Linked DNA regions of Hordeum vulgare: region 1 is linked to region 2. The links are chromatin contacts, called in public Hi-C maps. All regions are on one chromosome and are shown on one strand. The core of a region is the stretch at or near the end of the contact, and the rest is flanking DNA. Distances in the headings are between cores, read along the strand shown. Region 1 holds the start of LOC123444131 (histone chaperone ASF1B). Region 2 holds the start of LOC123444129 (origin of replication complex subunit 4).

Evidence for each region. A called contact is a pair of places that touch in the nucleus more often than the background predicts.
Region 1: a Hi-C map of leaf shows a contact between it and region 2, with 5 times the contacts expected there. The contact joins the promoter of LOC123444131 here to the promoter of LOC123444129 in region 2. A contact is called at or near these places in 3 of 6 Hi-C or Micro-C datasets (leaf and seedling).

What each region holds. Positions count from the first base shown.
Region 1 is chr3H:436,843,231-436,846,578 of MorexV3_pseudomolecules_assembly, reverse strand. It overlaps LOC123444131 (histone chaperone ASF1B), which reads left to right and starts at 1,810. Exons shown (of 3, transcript XM_045120749.1): 1 at 1,810-2,002. The coding sequence starts at 1,894.
Region 2 is chr3H:436,426,338-436,429,578 of MorexV3_pseudomolecules_assembly, reverse strand. It overlaps LOC123444129 (origin of replication complex subunit 4), which reads left to right and starts at 1,812. Exons shown (of 17, transcript XM_045120748.1): 1 at 1,812-2,108; 2 at 2,186-2,432; 3 at 2,542-2,632; 4 at 2,778-2,834; 5 at 3,163-3,210. The coding sequence starts at 2,314.

The DNA of each region.
Region 1 (3,348 bases), core at 561-3,060, 420 kb before region 2:
ACGTTGCCATCCGCTGCAACTTGGGACTGGACATGTCTTAAACTACAGCGCCACCCTTGAAGAACCATGTACCCCGGCAGATCCGTTTTTAATCTTTTCTCAGAAAAGCTAATGTTTTCTTGAATAATTTTGAAAAGGTATTTTTTCATCGTGAACAATTATTTAAAACATGAATACAATTATCAAACTGCGAACATATATCGAGTTCTTTTATGTATGATGAACAAATTTCAAATATATATTTAATATTTTGTAATATACATTGAACAACTTTTAACTATACATTGAACAGTTTTGTGATATATTGAACACCATATAAAATGCTTTGAACTTTTTTCGTGATATACGACAAACAAATTTTAAATATACATTGAACATTTTGTGAAATATACACTGAACAATTTTTAGCTACACATTGAACATTTTGGTGATATAGGGTAAAAAAATTAAATACACATTGAACAACTTCATGATATACGATCAACACTTTTTTGATTTGTGAATAACTAGAAGTGAACCAAATTTGAAAACTGTATTATTTTTTGAAATCATGAACAAATTTTGGAATTTCAAGTGTTTTTAAACAAAGGATAAAACTAAAAACTGAAAAGGATAAATAAAATGAAACAAAGAAATAGAAACAGAAACAAAAGCAGAAAAGAAAAGAAAAAAAGGAAAACCAATAGAACAAGGAAAACCAGAAAATTAGTAAAAAGAAGAAACCTAAAAAATTGGTTGAGAGAGTTTTTCCTGTCACCGCTTTGACGCTTGAATTGGTCCGGCCCGTTTTGCCGTGCTCCCTTGAGTGCTTCAATGGAAGCGCAGTGAACCTCAAAAAGGCTTAGACAGACCTAAAACAAGGAAAATCCTATTTGCCGTTTTGTGTGAAGCGGTGTTGAGGTTTGCACGGAGCGGGCGGGCCCAGGTAGCGAGAGTGCCGTGCCCGGTTTTGGGAGGTTCCAACTGATTTTTTTTCGGTTTTGAGAAACTGCTAGAAGGCTACCTGAACTTTTTTTTTCATTTTTCTGTTTTTGTTTCTTTTTTCTGTTTCTGTTTCAAAATTGTTCTGGATTTTGAAAAAATGTTCCATAATTTGAAAAAATGTTTTGGAATTTGGAAAAATGTTTTGAAATTTTAAAAAATGTTCCAGAATTTTGAAAAATGTTCATAATTTTTAAAAAGTATTCCGGAATTTGGAAAAATGTTTCAAAATTTGAAAAATGTTCCGGAATTTGGAAGATAATCCAGAATTCGAAAAATGTTCCAGAATTTGGAAAAATGTTTCATAATTTGGAAAAATAATCAAAAAAATGTTCCCTATTTTAAAAGTAGTTCATGTTTTTAAAAAATAATTTAAAAAATTCAACATTCGTACGTTTTGTTAAAAAAATTTAAAAAAATGAAAACGGAAAGGAAAATGATCCAAAAAAGAAAAAAAATACAGTCATGGTGCACCTACTGGGCCGGCCCTGTTGGAGGTCGCCCTGTGCAAAGCCCTGACTGATTGCTGCAGTGAGCGGCGATTAAGAGCTCCCCTAAAACAATAGGAAACCAGCCTAGATAGACCTAAAACCGGCCCCAAATTAGGCGGTCTGGTGGGTCGGCCATTTCTTTGCTGTGCCGCGCCTGGGCCAGGGGACTGCGGCACGAGTGTCTGCCCTGTGGGCCGTAATATGTGGCCGTTGTGGCCCATTTGGCCAAGTCTGGCAGTACCCCACCCACAACGTCGTCGATAGCCACTAGCCAGTAAGGAAGTACGGACCCCTAGGAAAAAAGAAGTAAGGAAGTACCGAAAGTACCCTTCTCTCTCCTGTGGGCTGTGTTCATCTCCCAAATCCAGCCAAAACCCCTCCCCCCCTCCTCTCGGTTCGGCGATCGGCGGCGGCGGCGGCGATGAGCGCGGTGAACCTGACGAACGTGGCGGTGCTGAACAACCCTACCTCTTTCGTCAACCCCTTCCAGTTCGAGATCTCGTACGAGTGCCTCGTTGCCCTCGAGGATGGTGCGTTCGCGTCCTCTCCCCCTCTCTCCCCCCTCCCCCCGCCGCCGCGAACTTCTCTGTTGCTATTGTTTCGCGTATTCTTGGGCGCTCGTTTCGATGCTGTGATGATTCAGGGTTGTTCTTCCGATTCGATTGCTGGATATGCGAGGCTGCTGAGATTGGGGTGGGAGCCTGGGGTTACTGCGGCTTGTATGCATTCTAGGGTTTTACAGGGGTGGTGGAGCAGTTGCTTTACTCGATGGGATTGGATAAGTTGCTCGGAATTGTGGATGGGTGTGATATTGGTGCATGTTGGTAAATGAAGGGAAATATTATATCATCTCCTGCTTTGACACCGAAACAGAGCTCTCAAAGTTATACTCCCTTCGTCCCCAAATAAGTGTCTCAAGCTTAATACAACTTTGTACTAGAGCTAGTGCAAAGTTGAGACACTTATTTTGAGACGGAGGGAGTACAAGTTTTAGCAGGAAGTAGCAGAGATTGGTCTGATAAGCCGCCTGTTAACATGATGCGTAGGGTCTCAGCTGGTACTAGACCAACGACCTCTGGGAAACAATATTGGCCTCTTACAATGAAATTGTCTAGTGTTAGATTCAGAAATCCTTCGCTAAAATTAATTATATGGACATGGGATGACTGACATACAATTTAACTGGTCTCCTGAGAAAGTAAGTGTGTTTTTCATTCACTTTATGTGCGAAGTAAATGTCTTCTTCATCACGCGACTTGTATGTTGTATTTAGATGCCATGCTGCTGGTATTCTACTATGCAAGTTTGATGGACTCTGTTTTGTGAATGTTTCTGACCTTCATTTTAAGAATCAAGGTTAGGCTGCTGGATACGGTGTATTAAGTAGGGCCATACTGTTAAGATAGTATTTGACTAATCTACAGGTTTCTTTCAGTCGACTTCTCTAAAATTAAGGCGGTGCGATGGGCACAGTTTTCTGGAGCTTTACGTGTTTCATTATGTTCTTTTAAGTTTATGATTCTTCCTGATAAAAAGATGATTCTATAGTGATGCATAAACGCATATCACGTATAGTTAAAATCATGAAAAATGCACAGGTTCTTGTATGAAATAGATACTACAGAGTGAACAAAATAAGGATAATTTGTGAGTTGCCACTTTCCTGGTCTAGCAAATGTATATTACTAGCAAAAGGCCCGTGCGTTGCAACGGAAGAAAAAATATCACACGCTTTTAATTTTTATAATCATTTTGATTTATTAAAATAATAAGCTAACTAACTAATGTAGTAAGTCCTATCCTATTTTGTTGGAAAATCAACCCGTCCATTGTTAATTCCATCATGATGAGAAATTGAGCGGGACAAGCAAAGCAA
Region 2 (3,241 bases), core at 563-3,062:
TGATGATTTAACTTGGGATTGGATAGTATGTTTGACGGTGGTTGTGTGCAATGTAGATGAGCTCGGTTGACTCCTTTTTCGTGGATGATTCATTGTCGAACGAGGAATTTGATTTGCATGAAGAAGAGGAGGTTGCTATGCTAGTGGCCATGCACAAGAGGAAGAAACCGAAGCACGGTGGTTCCGTTTATGGTCGTGCGTTCATTCGGAGAGAACGAATTGATGCGCACAAACGGGTTGTGCGCAACTACTTTGCATCATCACCTGTTTTTTTGGAGAATTACTTTCGACGCCGTTTCAGAATGTTGAAATACTTGTTCTTCCGCATTTGCAATTCCGTGAAGCAGCATAATCCAGCCTTCGAGCAGAGAAGGAACTATGCCGGGTTGCTTGGCCATAGCATTGAGCAGAAGGTCACTACCACTTTGCGCATGATGGCATATGGTGTTCCGGCAGATTACATTGATGACAACTTGGGGATGGCACAAAGCACTTCTATCTTCTATGTCAAGCAATTCGCAATAGCTATGGTAGAAGTGTTCGGTCCACAGTACTTGAGAGCACCCAATGCTCAGGACACTCAGAGGCTTTTGGAGATGAACAAAGCTCGAGGGTTTCCAGGTATGCTCGGGTCTGTGGATTGCATGCATTGGAAATGGAAGAACTTTTCAAAAGCATGGCATGGACAATTCAAGGGTCGTGGGAAGGATGCCACTATCATTCTTGAGGCAGTTGCTGATCATGAAACATGGATTTGGCATGCATATTTTGGTATGCTCGGTTCTTGCAACGACATCAACGTGCTCGACCAGTCACCTCTCTTTGCCAACTTAGCAAATGGAGAAGCACCACCGGTGACCTTCGAAGCAAATGGCCGCACCTACAACTATGGGTACTATCTTGCAGATGGGATCTACCCGAGGTGGAGTACATTCGTCAAGCCGGTTGCAAAACCTGAAGGTAAAAAAGAACTTGTCTTTGATAATGCACAAGCGACGGCTATAAAAGATCTTGAGAGGACATTTGGAATTTTGCAATCCCAATTTGGTATTGTGCGAGGACCATCTAGATTTTGGGATCAAAAGATCCTTTGGTACATCATGACCGCTTGCGTGATCATGCATAACATGATCATTGAGAACGAGCGTGGAAAACATTTAGATTACAACTTCTATCATTTGATGGACATTCCTGTTAACCCCCATGCGAAAAGAACAGCGCATCAGACGTTTCATGAAGGTCTACAAGAAGATTAGAGACATCGATGTGCATGACCAACTTCAGAAAGATTTGATGAAAGAGCATTGGAAATGGCATGGCGAAAGATCCGCATAGATTCATTATTTGTTTGTTCAAAACTATGTTGTATTATGCAAAACTATGTTGTATTTGTGTTGCATTTCATCTCGTGGATCTGAAAAACTATGTAATAATTTGATATTGTGGACATGAATTTTTTTATGTTGTTTCAAAACATGTTTTTATGCAATATGTGCGGTTGTGCACTGGATGGACAACGGCTGAACAATAGACGCGCGGCTGCTGGCCGGCTTTGGACCATGAATTTGGACCATCCATTGAAGTTGGTCTTTTGGACCATGAAGATTTGAACCATCTGTTGAAGTTGGCCTTTTTTTCAAAACTTCAAAACGCATTTTTAACGCTTTAAATTTTACATCTTCAACGGTTTAAATTTTACATCTTTAATTTTAAACCGTTAAATTTTGAACCATCTGTTCGAGATGCTCTTAATGCTCCGAACGACTCGAGGCCAGTTATATACCGTTACCACCAACACACCCTCGTAAACGATTCTATTACCGCACCCCTCCTCACACGATACCCTCCTCAACCAGCGCCGCCGCCTCCGTGGCCCCCTTCGAGCCCCCCTCCGCCTCCACTCGACCCTCTCCTCCTCGTCCGGCGCCACCGCATCTGCGGTATGCCCGCCGGCAGGCACGATCTGCACCTCATCTAGGGCTTCTGAGTTTCGAGTGCCCCTGGTCACCACCCCGTTCTTTGCCACCCTAGCTCGCCATCGTCGTCGGACGGCCGGAGCATTCGCTGCCGCCCCAGCTCGCCATCGTCGCCGGACCGTTCACTGCAAGGTACAGTTTCCCTCCCTCCTCCCTCCTTTTTGTCCTCAATCCTCCTTTTTGTCCTCAATCCTCCTTCCTCCCCGCAGAGTCTCGGCCGCGACCAGCACGGAGCTCTGCGGCGAACACCAGGACCGGATCTCCGCGCCCCCAATTGCAGGTCCGAATCGGGGTTTACTCCAATCTTGGCTCCGCCCCTGCCAACAGTTCAACTCCCATGGCGGCGGCGGCGCCGGCGCCCGTGGCGGGTCACGCACATGCAGTACTGCGTGGCCGGCTCTGCGACCCGGCCTTCGTCCACTCCTGTCTCAGATCCTCGCCCGACACCAACTACAGGTGAACCGAATCGATCCCATCCCCGCCCCATCATGCATCACCAGAAATAGCTCCGAACTCATCTCTCACAGTCTCACCGGCGCGCTCGGTACCGTGTTGTGTTGTGCAGTAAGCTCAAGTACCTCGTGGCCAGCTCGGTCTCCGAGGCCTGCAACAACTCCGTCCTCCTCCTTGGACCCCGCGGCTGCGGCAAAGGAGCGGTGAGGTTCCCTTTTTCTTCCCCCTTCCCTGACTCGCCGAAATACAGGTGCCCTGTTTGATGAAATGTGCATATGCGCATTTGGCATTATGTACTGATTTTTTCTGTTCTCAGTTGGTAGACTCAAGTTTTATTTGTTTATACAGGTGCTCGACATGGTTCTAGAGGACCTGAGGAAGGAGCATCCTGATGCCATATCCGTGGTATGCCTACAATGTGTTGCTAGAAATGTGTCTGATTAATCATTACGTGAAACACGCAAGCGATGCTTTACTTGCATCTCACAAAAGTGAACCTGGTCTTGTGAAGTTTGCGTGACATTGTGAGGGTTACGAGAAAAGGAAGTTTGTCTAAGGAAGCTGTAGGAAATGATTTGAAGAGCCTTTAAATAGAGAAATGCAAAAATTCCCTCGCAGCTCACTTTTTTTGTTGTGTTCTCAAATCCACTGCTGTCTCTTTTTATCAAGAGCGGTAGCATCTACTCGCTCGTTAAACTTGCTCTTCAGGTTGATAATTATGTAATGTTTTCAGATCAGGCTGAATGGCATGTTACATAGCGATGACAACTGCGCTACAAAGGTTAGCACTTCCGCTGACTATATCAGAGCTC